Regions from separate parts of the Mus musculus genome. Here all the other regions are linked to region 2. Evidence: chromatin contacts called from public HiChIP or PLAC-seq, Micro-C and promoter capture Hi-C data. All regions are on one chromosome and are shown on one strand. Each heading gives the region's core, a stretch centred on a gene start, on an enhancer-like site or on the middle of the called end of the contact. The rest is flanking DNA. Distances are from core to core; before and after follow the strand shown.

What was found. Promoter capture Hi-C pulls out the DNA fragments that hold promoters and counts their contacts. A called contact is a pair of places that touch in the nucleus more often than the background predicts. HiChIP or PLAC-seq counts read pairs in DNA pulled down with a chosen protein or histone mark.
Region 1: an H3K4me3 HiChIP or PLAC-seq map of embryonic forebrain shows a contact between it and region 2, with 6 times the contacts expected there. The contact joins the enhancer-like site here to the promoter of Ggnbp2os in region 2. A contact is called at or near these places in 1 of 39 promoter capture datasets (hippocampal neurons) and 5 of 115 datasets of contacts at active chromatin or transcription factors (bone marrow-derived macrophages, differentiating embryonic stem cells, embryonic forebrain and 2 more).
Region 3: a promoter capture Hi-C map of pre-B cells shows a contact between it and region 2, with 2.8 times the contacts expected there. The contact joins the promoter of Ddx52 here to the promoter of Ggnbp2os in region 2. A contact is called at or near these places in 11 of 39 promoter capture datasets (the 3T3-L1 cell line, 3T3-L1-derived adipocytes, the C10 cell line and 7 more), 2 of 115 datasets of contacts at active chromatin or transcription factors (embryonic midbrain and neural tube) and 1 of 9 other capture datasets (liver).
Region 4: a Micro-C map of embryonic stem cells shows a contact between it and region 2, with 6 times the contacts expected there. The contact joins the promoter of Tada2a here to the promoter of Ggnbp2os in region 2. A contact is called at or near these places in 7 of 39 promoter capture datasets (the 3T3-L1 cell line, 3T3-L1-derived adipocytes, the C10 cell line and 4 more), 1 of 484 Hi-C or Micro-C datasets (embryonic stem cells) and 9 of 115 datasets of contacts at active chromatin or transcription factors (bone marrow-derived macrophages, embryonic hindbrain, embryonic midbrain and 5 more).

What each region holds. Positions count from the first base shown.
Region 1 is chr11:84,010,051-84,012,994 of GRCm38.p6, forward strand. The region is part of intron 13 of Synrg (synergin, gamma); the gene reads left to right. Among named protein-coding and RNA genes, the nearest start is that of Synrg, 47 kb to the left of the region's middle. Within about 2 kb of position 1,316, at least 21 of the 459 cell types and tissues checked have an H3K27ac peak or open chromatin away from gene starts, as enhancers often do. A contact at or near this core is called in embryonic forebrain and hippocampal neurons, where this site is marked.
Region 2 is chr11:84,868,423-84,871,406 of GRCm38.p6, forward strand. Ggnbp2os (gametogenetin binding protein 2, opposite strand) reads left to right here and starts at 1,583. Exons shown (of 2, transcript NR_131201.1): 1 at 1,583-1,674; 2 at 2,782-2,984. It overlaps Ggnbp2 (gametogenetin binding protein 2), which reads right to left and starts at 2,368. Exons shown (of 14, transcript NM_001364114.1): 1 at 2,183-2,368; 2 at 1,455-1,650. The coding sequence starts at 1,547.
Region 3 is chr11:83,940,698-83,943,552 of GRCm38.p6, forward strand. Ddx52 (DExD box helicase 52) reads left to right here and starts at 1,393. Exons shown (of 15, transcript NM_030096.2): 1 at 1,393-1,567; 2 at 2,546-2,744. The coding sequence starts at 1,481.
Region 4 is chr11:84,128,211-84,131,049 of GRCm38.p6, forward strand. Tada2a (transcriptional adaptor 2A) reads right to left here and starts at 1,358. Exons shown (of 16, transcript NM_172562.3): 1 at 1,327-1,358. It also overlaps a transcript of Acaca not described here.

The DNA.
Region 1 (2,944 bases), core at 66-2,565, 860 kb before region 2:
CAGCTCCCCTGAGAAGAGTGAAGAGGTCACTTAGGGATGCTCTGTGGGTCAGGGCCTGGCGGGGAGCAGACCTGTTTTCAGTGTTACAGTTTTGCAGTGTTACTGCCAGTATTAAGTTGTAATAACCCTGTAGATGATAGGCTAGGGTAGCTACTAACTTCTGATGTGTGAGAACCTCTTTCTAGAGAGCCCTCTTTAAACCCTGTGTGGCTTTACATGTAGCAGTTTATTCTCGGGTCTAACTTTGTGTCACAAGAACTAGATTCCCAAGTGTCCTAGTTTTTATTTTGTTTTGTTTTGTTTTGTTTTGTTTTTTTGATATGTATATAGAAAGATAAACCTACTTTGTGGCCTTTAATAATGAGAACTATCTCGGTATTACTGTATTATTCTAGAAAATGTAGTGTGCACATGCAGGGTTCGTTTCTCTACCTGAGAGGGACAGGTAAGACATTGTACGTTTACAGACTCAGCAGACATTGTGAAGTGCTGTGGAGTCCGCAGATTTCAAACTGGCAATGGCGCCCTTTGTTACTGAAATGTTGGCAGTTTCTTATGCTGGGTTTGAATGGGACGCAGTTAGCGATGATCCCCGTCCTGCCTGCTGCCGGCTGAGGGCTTGCCTGATGCAGCAGGCTGGCTCAGCTCCTGATGCCCATCACTAGTACTTTCTCCTTTTTTTTTTTCTTTTCATTTTTTATATTTTCCCCTTCAGTGTTGTTTGTTTGATAGGATGCTTTGTTATTTTTAATATGAGCTGCGTGAGCCACAACACTTGGTTGCAAAGGGGCATTGTTTTTTAAACGACATTTGATTTTTATTTAAAAACAATTTCACAACATGTATACTAGCCTTTTGGACTCTGAAGTTATTAATTAGAGGCTATTTTTCTGAAAATGAATCTATATTCTTTCACAGTGCCAAACCACATCTTTGTGAAATGAGTTAATCCAGGTCTGGGATGTCTTTTTCCCACCTTTTCTTTGGGAAGGGGAGGTTGGCTTTTGACTGAGTTCATTCCAATGGACCTGTTAAATAATCTGTGCTCGCTCACTCGCTCACTCGCTCGTGTTCTCTCTGTATGTTTGGAACATTCCCAGAATGGAACCTGTCATGTTGGAGACAGCTCTGTTCAAAGGGAGGAGACCTTAAATGCAGATTGTTCCCTTCTGTTGTTCTGTAAACCTCCCTTGGGGGAGGAGCAGTATCCTTTCCTTCAGAGCGGTTGTTAAGATGGGTTGATGCCGACTGTCACGCTAATGTGTTGCTGAGCAAGACTGCAGATTGCTGCCTGAGTAAAATACTGGAGAGGTGAGCGCAGGCATTGCCTCAGCGCGCTGTGACTCTATTTTACCCTTTCGCTCACCGTGGAATCTGTTGCTCTCTTAGTCTGAGACATCCTGGAGAAATAAGCGGGCTGATGGGGAAAAAAGAAAAGAAAAACTTGGATGGTTACTGTCCCTGGACCGTAATCCTGCCTGGAAACCCTAACTTAACTCTGAAGGGGATACTTCTCTGACCCGTGCTGTTAATTCTTTGTATGAAGGTAGATAGATATACTAATAACATTGCCTGGTTTCTCTCTGCATATCATTACATTTAACCCTTTGAGTCCTTGCTGCTTATCATTTCAAAGAGGCTGCTTTCCCACCCCCCTAAATTTACTCTCTCTGGCACAGCAGCATCTTGGTGTTTGGTCTTTAAGCTCCTTTGTCTGGCAGCAAGAGCTTGCTCTGATCTGTGACTTTCTCAGAGCCAGCAAGCCCTCTGGGGCTACTTGCCTGTGAAGTAGCTCTTTTTGACATGGAAAATCTTTGTATTTTAATCAGCGCCTTATTATTTTGGGCTGCTTTTCTGATGTCTTTTCAGTAGAGACACTTGTGTGTGAATGTGTCGTTGGGAACTTGCTTTATCCTCCTCTTCTGCAAACACTGGCTGCATGCTTACTCTGATGCTTCCTTTCTAGCTCTTCTGTACTCTCTCCTGCGATCTGTAAGTCCTGTGTTAATAAACGATTCTTTGGCATATTTTGAAAGTGTGGGGATGTGTGTAATTTGTGTTTTTCAGTTAGACCAAAGAAATACCTGGCTGGTATCAAATTGAAGTCACAGTGTCCCTTGAAACTTTTTTTTTTTTTTTTTTTTTTTTTTTGGTTTTTGGGGGTTTTTTCCCCTCTTAAAAAAGCAGGGATACAATTTAACCTTTGCCCCTTGTAGACCCAGAAGTCCTTAATGTGGCCTAGAACTGAAGTGCAGCTTTAAGCTCTTGAGCTCAGTTGGTTACATGCTTTCGAGCATCCACAAATGCTTGTTTAATCTCAGCACCAAATAAATGAATACATGTAGAAACATCTTCTTCACAGTCTTCAGCAATGCAAGACTAAAGCTTAGCTAGGAGCGAGACACACACCAGTGATCCCCTCGGCCTCTCGTGAGGCTGAGACAGGATTGTGAGTTCAAGACGAGCCGAGGATATATTGAAACAGTAAAACCAAAAAGCAAGCAAACAAGCCCCGAGAGAATTTGGAAGGAGGTAACAGCAATTGGGCTGTCCTCCGACCTGTGCACCCACACCTGGCACACGTGTGCCACACAGACCACTAGAGACGTCATACACATGACCATAATAAGTGCTGAAGCTAAAACAACCCACGGAACAAGAGAACTAAACTTGACACTGTTTCCATTCTTAAGAAAACATCTTTTGGCCTGACTCAGTGGTAGAGTATTTACAAAGCACAGGGGTTTTATCCCAGCACTGCAACTAATCAATCAATATATTAATTAACTAATGCAAATCTCAAAGACCAGTGAAGGTTAGCAGTGAGTATCCAGACTTGAAACTACATGCTCCATTGTAGAGGGAAGAGAGAATGAGGAGCCGTGGGGACAGAATTCTTTTTCCGGTCACAAACCCAAAACACATAAAGATTTCAGGGAAAAGG
Region 2 (2,984 bases), core at 333-2,832:
GGGGAAAAATGCACTACAAAAAAGGTTGTTATCAAACTGTGTTTTTTTAAGGTTTTATGGTGAAGGGGACAGAAGGTAATAACAAATGAACTATGACCAAGCACTATCATACTGAGAAAAAAATCATTTAACTGGTTTCTAGCTTGTTTTTTTAAAACTATTTTTAATATAAGCCCATTAAAATTAAAATTCAAGAAAATAAGAAACCATAACCAATACATACAAGTAATTTCTAATATAAATTCTACTTTATGTCAAATCATTAGACTATTTTTTTAAAGCATGCTTTCCATTGCAAAGTTCCATCGAAGTGAACCAGTCAATAGCTTCCCTAATTTTTTAAAAGTACTGAAGCTCTTGAGACTGGCAAAAAGGCTCAGACTGGCATCTCCACAATGACTTGCATTTTACATAAAATGCTAAAACCTTCAGTACATAACTACACTTTTTTTTTTTTCAGGAAGATAACCGATCTGCCTTTGAGTGGAAAAAAAGTCAAAGGCTGGAAGACTTATCTACATCAGATCACAATGGGCGAGTGCAAAATCCAGGAGCGTCAGCATCAAAATGAAGATTTCAAAACTTGTTCGGAGAAGGTTCATTTAACTGTGGTAAGCAACTGCATTTACTTCCTGCTCAGAATCAACTCAAATTTCTGCCATTTCCTTTTAAAGGAAACAGTACTACAACACCGGGTAGAGGGGTCGGCAAAGGTATACCAACACCAAGTCTTAAAACAACCATCTTCCCACGTTTGTGTTTTTCTATCCACAATGAGCAGTCAGTTCTTCATACTACTTTACAGTCAATAACTTGGTCTTGGGCTACTTGTAAACCAAAAAAATGCCACGAAGGCCCATTTTGAAGAGTCATGGCTTAACCCAACCATTTCAAGAATTATAATGTACTAGGCAATGTGAGACGTATTAGGAAATCAAATCATTTAGGTGGAATCTTCGCTGTGCAAGAGAATGTCACTCTGCCCTCAGTAATTACACTTATGTAGAGATAGCTACAGTGTTCAAACGGGAAACACACAGGTAACAATGCAGCTGCGACATTTTCAACTAATTGAGCCTCCCGGAGGGTAAGTGCTTTCTGGAGAGGACAGGCCCTAAACGCCCCAGCTCCTTCAACCCTTCTCCCCGGCGCGTGCTTAGGCAAACAGCGTCTCAAAGGCAGGCCTAAAGGCCAAAGGTTCGGAGAGGGAGGAAGACCCGAGCAGGGGACCTCCAAGTGCCTTCGGGGCGCTGGATCTGGGGCCTGCCAAGGGTACCGAGAGGCCCCGCTGCAATGGCGAGTTCGTGGGGCCCATCGGAGAGGCGGCCTCGCCTAGGAGTTGCAACACACTCTTTCTCCAGTGCGCAGCGCTCGGCCTGGGGGAGGGGAAACAGCTGCCAGGCCGGGGAGCAGCGGGCCCATCCCGGCCCGGCCCGCTCAGCCCGCTCGCTCACCGTCAGGGTGTCGTCTATGTAGAGGGGGATCTGCCTCCTCTCGAAGGGGAACTCCTCCTCCCCGTCCCTGCACACTGCCACCAGTCGCGCCATCGTCCCCGACGCTGCCGTTGCCACCGTCACCACCTCCTCCCAGCTGCTGCCGCCGCCGCTGCTCCTGCCGCCGCCGCTGCTGCTGCCTCCTCCCAGCTCCTGCCTGCAACAGCCAAACCCCGCGAGCGTAAGCACCCGCCACCTCGCAGCACATTCGCCACGGGTGAAAGGGGTGGGGGGGCGCGGAGCGAGAGAGGACAGGAGAGCCGCGCTGCGTTTCCCATCACCCGATTCCACACGCGCTCAGCCAATCAGCGCCCCGCAGCGCCGGGACCCGCCCCCTCGCGCCGCCTGCCCTCCCCCACCCAGACCCCCCCTCCCCACCCACCCACCCCCCCCCCCCCCGCCCGCCGGCCTCCAGTCAGGGTCCAAAGGAGAGGCGGAAAAGGACCTGCTGGCCCCGGGACATCCCCGCCCAGCTCGGGAGTCCGGGCTCCAGAAGCCCATCCCCGCCTCGGCTACACAGCCCAAGCCCGCACCCCCTGCCGCTGACCCCTTCTCTCCTGGCTGAGCGCCCCGCCCAGGGTGGCCCCCTAGGCTGCAGTTGCCCGGCGCCACCCCGCCCCTGGGAGGGGTCGACCCTGCCTCGGCTCTGCAGAGTTGGGGTGGGGGCGAGCTCAGACCCCAGTCCTCACCCGGGTCGGAGAGAGAGAGCTCTCGGTTCTGACCTTCACTGACTTCGAGGACGCCTCCCTGACCCCCACCTCTGCTCCCCGTTACCGGCTGACGAGGCCCGCGTCAGGGCCGGCCTGGGCGGGAGCGCGGCTGCGATTGCCGTTTCCTCTCCAGGCTCAGTCAGCCGCTCGCGCCACGGGGAGTGTGGGAGGGAGGGCGGGGGACGTGGGGAGGGTGGGGCCGGGGAGGGGGGGCCGCGAACTCCAGGCGGGGCCTGCCTCTTCTCGCGAGACCGCGGCCGCCTCGCTCGTGTCCCGACTTTCGAAATCGGCTTGTACGGGTGGGGGGAACCCCCTGTGCTGTCGCGCTCGGCTGACCTGCGTGGTGCCCCGGATTTACCAAAACGAGCGTGAAAATAGGGCCAGTGGGGAGGCCCAGCAGGAGCAGCCGGGGTCCCTGCCAGTGACGACCCGGGATCTGCTCTCTGGAGACCGGTGGGGTGGAAAGCCCACTGGGGGGGGGGGGGAACCCAGATAAGACTTGGGTGAGCGATGAAGAGCTGGCGCTGTCGAGGTCTAGGAGAATGGACACTGCAGAGACCTTTGACCTTGTTTTCCAGGTTGCACACATGCGGACTTCCACCCCTGTAAGACTGGAGGAAAGGGCTCTGCTACCCTGACTCACCCAGAGCCGGCCGCCTTATGGGGACTGCAGCAAGATGGATGGAAAATATGTGCAGGATCTGTTGTTACAATAGACAGAAAACTGAACTGTAGTCTATGTGTAGCTTCCGACCAAAGGAACTTCTTGAGTTAATATTAA
Region 3 (2,855 bases), core at 143-2,642, 930 kb before region 2:
AGATTTTCATGACATCTTATGCTCACTCCACATCTGCTCTCCTCGAGAATGAAAGTCTCACTAGAACTGAACTTTCCCCCTCTCCTCTCTATATCATAGATCTATCCACAAATGATATGGACATATGATGTTTGAGTCTATGCATTGTATTATTTATATTTTGATGTCTCCCAGTTTTGTTTCTCCAGCCTTCAGTCCTGAGCTTCAGACTCTTGGGTCCAAGTACCTAATTGGATGTCTTCACTTAATCAAGTAGAGATCTACATGTCTACAAACGTAACAATTCCATGATTCTCATTCTCACCAAAAGGCTGCTCTTCCTTTCTTCTTAGTTCAGTAAATGGCATGCCATCATCCCAGCTCAAACCACAATATTTAGCTACCTCTGGATCCATTTCCTCACCCTACACAAACTCCATCAGGTACATTAAACTCTATATCCAAACTGTAGCCCAAATCCATCCACATTTGAATAGCTATCAACCCAGATAAAAGCAACAGCTACTTTAGTCTCCATTTCTACTCTTATCTGTTCCATGTCCCTTCTCCAAATAACTCCAAATAATCATGTATGGCCCTTTCACGAATTCATTCATCAAACATTTATGGAAAGCAAACAGAACCAGGGATACAATCATAAAGCAAAAATAGATCTTCATGTTTGTGGACTTACATTCCAGAAGACAGGTTATACAAAACTTAAAAAGTCGAGTAGTTCAAACACAATGAGAATGAATCTAAAAATCAAATGGGATAAACTAAGATAGTTGCTCCTTCCATGAATTTTGGTTTTGCAGCATGTTTAGATTAAAACCTAAATACTTCATCATGCCCTTGTTACAGCGTTGAGACCTGGTTTGTTTGCCCCTGTAAGCTTAGCTCCAGCTACTCCAATTTTCTTTCCTTTCTTCATTTCTTCCTTCATCCCTCCCCCCACCCACCCCCTTTTCCTTCTTTCTGTGGCACTGGAGAGCAACTCAGATCGGCTTCTGTTCTAACAAGGTTTCAGATCCGTTTCCTTCTTCAGATGGGTTTTCTCTTCCCTGGAATGCTGTTCCCATGTCTTGGGAAAGTGGCCCCTTCTCAGTTCAAATTTGATTGAATTTAACCAATCTAACTAAACTAGCTTCTACCCCTTCTCAACCCATCACAGCTTTTAATTTGCCTCACGATGCTTTCCATTTTCCTCAGTTACAGTAACTGGTTAATAGTATCTCTGTCCTTTCTAAACGGTAACCGAAAATGCAGAATATTGGCGTGTTGCTCATCAAACTATCACTAAACGTCTAGCACACTCCCACGCACAAGAAGCGTCGATTTTGGATTTTGTGAACGAATTCCCAGCTCACACGTTTTCCACGCCTATCACAGCCAGGCTCCGCCTCCTGGAGCGACTTCCGCTACGGCCTGTGCGGAAGCAGTCGCGGATAGAAAGTGGTAAACGCAGGCGCCGGGAGGCCGTGGGGCCTTCTGGGTAAAGATGGATTCCTACGACCTGTTTCGCCGGCTTGGAGCCGGCGCCAAGTTCGACGTGAAGCGCTTCTCAGCAGACGCTACTCGATTCCAGGTACTTTCTGTACGCGGGGAGCCGCGTGACCGAGAAGGGGCGGGATCCGGAGATTGAGACCGCCGCCAACCGGGCAGCCGGCGCGCTGGAGACCCCGAGGCCAGGCTCCGATCACCCCCAAGCATTTCCCTCCTGGGATTTAGCTTAACCTAAGATTTACCCCAGACTTCTGAAGGACTGTTTACTGAGCCCCGGTAGACTCAGTTGAGCCTGGCACAGACATTTTGATTCCCAGGTATCTTACTTTACTCACAAAGTTGGAATCCTTTCCGAGACCCCTCTTAGAAACTAAGAAAGCACGCTTTCACTGTAAGCTACCCAAGTTTGACTTAATGTACAGATAGCTGTACTGCAGTGGAGAGTTGGGGTGTTTTGTTTTGTTTTTTCATCACTCTAACCAACCACATTTTAAGTAGCCAACCAAAAGTGTGATCCTGATATGCGGGGGGTTTCTTAAAGAAGTAGTGAGCATGAAAGGAAGTCAGTTGGGACTCACTTGTGAAACATTTTAAACATAAGCCTTACTGTAAAATACAGCCTTTGTGGAGGGTGATGTCTGTGTTTCTTCGTCCTGACTGCAGTGTTGTGGTTACATTTGAACCCTGGAGCAGGGATTTCTGGGATCAAATGCAGGGCCTGCTAGTGAATACTTCTGAGATCTTCACTAAGTTACTTGCTGGTGCCTGGATTTTTTTTTCCCCTCTTCTGTCTCACTGCTATTTACCTTGTAGGGTTGGTGTGAGGATGAAGTAATTTAATATCTAATAAATATCCTTGACGTGTAGTAAATGTATATAAATATTCATTGTTGTTGTTGATAGGATTCTGTTTGCCTAAACACACTACTTAGCTCAACAGAATCTTGTTTGAAAAGGTTAAAAAGGCGAATTACTGAACCTGCGTCCTCCGTACAGCCAGTCACGGTTGGATGGAAACAGTTCTGGCAGTAAATTTCATTTAAAACTTTTGGGGTTTTAGGTAGGAAAAAGGAAATTCGATTCCGAGTCTTTGGAGGTCCTGAAGGGACTAGACTTCTTCGGAAACAAGAAGTCCGTCTCAGATGAATGTGGAGCATTGCAAATACACCAGGAGCCCCCAAATGAGGAGAAAACACAAGGGGTCCTGTTGGAAAGGAGTAAGGAGCCCAAGAAGAAAAAGAGAAAGAAGATGACTTCAGGTTAGTATTGGCTTAATGCTCATTTTTTTTCCAGTTCCAAAACGGTGCAAGCTGGTAAGTCAGACAACACATACCTAGCAACCTTTGTTGATGCCATCTGGATTATACCTA
Region 4 (2,839 bases), core at 108-2,607, 740 kb before region 2:
GGTTGCTGGGAATTGAACTCAGGACCTTCTGAAGAGCAGTCAGTGGTCTTAACCTCTGAGCCATCTCTCCAGCCCCCCCCCCTTTTGTTTTTAAAGATTTATTTATTTTATTTATATGAGTACATTGTAGCTGTCCTTAGACCCACCAGAAGGCATCAGATCCCATTACAGATGGCTGTGAGCCACCGTGTGGTTGCTGGGATTTGAACTCGGAACCTCTGGAAGCGCAGCCAGTGCTCTTAACCGCTGAGCCATCTCTCCAACCAAAATAGGTTTTTCACGTTGACATTTTTAGCTTGGGGACTGACATACAAAGTATATGCAATGCTTAGATAAGAAGGCTGAGGGTCAAACTTTAGGCTATTTTGGGTAGGGGTGAGTTTTTACTCTATTTCCAAGAAAAATGATCTTTGAAGAACGTTGTGGCTCAGTAGTTCAGTTGTAGGGTGTTTTAGCAAGGATGCTTTATATTCACACTCCAGCATCCATTGAGCAAACAAACCCAGTACTCCAGAGGTACAGACAGTACGATCAGTTCATGGAAACTCTTGGCTACATTAAGTTCAAGGTTAGCCCAAGATACATGAGGCTGACTAAAAAAAAAAATTAATTAAAAAAAAAATTAACAAAGGCATATGTCAGGTACTAAATGTAATCTTAGTACGGGGACTATATCTTGGAATCCTAACAATCTCCTGACATAGGCTGTTTTCCCCAAGAAAATGAAGCGCTAAAGATTGGGGTATTTGCACAATGTTTTTACAGCCTGGTGAACAGCAGGGCTCTATCAAGACCTTTACAGTGGCAAAGATTCTACAGTACGTTCTGACAAACACTTCACATTGCAAAGCACAATGCTGCAGAAAGCAAAATCCTCCTTCCTCTCCTTCCTTAGAAGACCACGCAGTGACACTAACATCCTTGAGAGATGGGCTACATTTAAATTAATTACAAGAGGGATCAGGGAAGGCATGGAGGGGCAGGATCCCATGAGCACAGGGGAGCCGCGGGCTTGGCAGTTGTGCAGTTAACATCCTTAGAGCTGCACGGTCTTGGGCAGGTCACTGTAGCCGGGCCTCGACCGCAAAACAGTGCTAAACACTGGGGCGCGGAGACCCACGTGGGGGTTCGGCGGGTCAGGTGGGCCGGGGCCGTGCTCCACCGCCCAGCCGGGAATACGGAGCTGCGGCACCGCCAGCCGCCGGGGGGAGGGGCTCGGGACTCGCCCGGCCGCGCCAACCTCCCCCGCCGCGTGGCCCCGCCGCGCCAGCCGGCACCTCGTGACCCCGCGTGCCCTCGCTCCCGCCGCTCGGCCCCGCGCCTCACCTCGCCACGTCCCGCACCTCGGCGCCGAAGAGCCCGCCGCTGCGCGCGCTGTGCAGACTCTGCGTGCGCGCCGCGGCCTGCGTGCGCGGCCTCGACTCACGTGCGCGGTCCCGTGCCGCGAGCACGCCGAGGCGGTCCCGCCTCCTCCAGTCTGGCAGCGGGCGGGTCCCGGTGGCGCCGCCCCGGGATGGGGAGCGTGGTACCTGGCTGCTAGTCGGTGGGCTCTGAAGTCTGACCTGCTGTCACTTTCTCCGTCGCCACAAGCGGCCCGGTGGCATGTGCTAAGGCGGCTTCCGCTGTTTCAGTCTAGATTTTTTTCTTAACAGTCCCATTCCAATTCTTTTGCAAGCAAAGAAACTGAGGCTGCCCAGGCTCTGGACTGGAGGATGACGAGCCCCGGGCGCATCATGCCACTCATGGATTACCCGGACTGAATGACTTGAGGGGTGAAGAGGGTCCTTTTTATTCTGATGCTTCTGGGACGTCGAAATTGCCTTCTCTGGAAAGACCCATCCCCTGCCTGGGCTTCAGAGGCCCACATGGAAACGCAGTGATGATGTGGTGGTCCACTCTGATGTCACTCTTGAGGGCTAGGTATGTCCCAACATCTCTTATTACTAATAGTATAGATTCTTATAAGAGCTTCCATTTGTGGAGTCCTTCAATACTGCATGCCAGGCATTGTACAAAGCGGGTTACACATAAGGGTTCGTCTAAAACAACTTTCTGAGGGAGGCACTGTTACTGTCCTCATGGTCCAGCATTGAAATATATAACTTAGGATCACAGTGCTACCAAGTGTTGGGGAAGAGCTCTATTCCAACCCATGGCTTGATCTTAACTATTATGCTGTATATCTATTTAAAAATCTGTTTCATAGATTTGCCCAATTTCTGTTGGAATTCATTTATACGATATCTGCCCGTGTGGCATCTTGATTTGTTTTTTGGTACACAGGTAATATAAGTCTATTGTTAAAATAAAAATAAAATCTGCAGCTGGGTGCAATTAGTGGCTCACATCTGTGATCTCAACACTTGGAGAGTGCAGGACAATTGCTTTGAGATTGAGATCAATCTGGGCTACAGAGTAAGAGATCTGTCTCAAAAAAAAAAAGAGTAGTAAAGAAAAAACATTAAAAATTCACATGTGAAAGTCATCCCCACCACGTTAAATAAACAGTTGATGCTATAGAGTACTTCACATTTACTGACTCTCCAAATCCATTCATTTCACAAAAGCACAACGAACAGCCACTTCCCTGGGTGCTGAGAATTTGGTAGTGAGCGAAGTATATGCTCTTGCACATAAGGTTTGTGTATTTTATATATAAGCAATAAAATATAAGTATGTTGCATATTAATATATAAGTAACAAATATTTTTAAATGCCTCATAATGTGGTTTTATGGGAAATAAATCAGGATCCAGATATAACAGTGATAGATTTTCTTTTAGTCAGGATAGGGAAGAAAGGCTTCCTAGCAGACATAACACACAAGAGGAAATCCAAT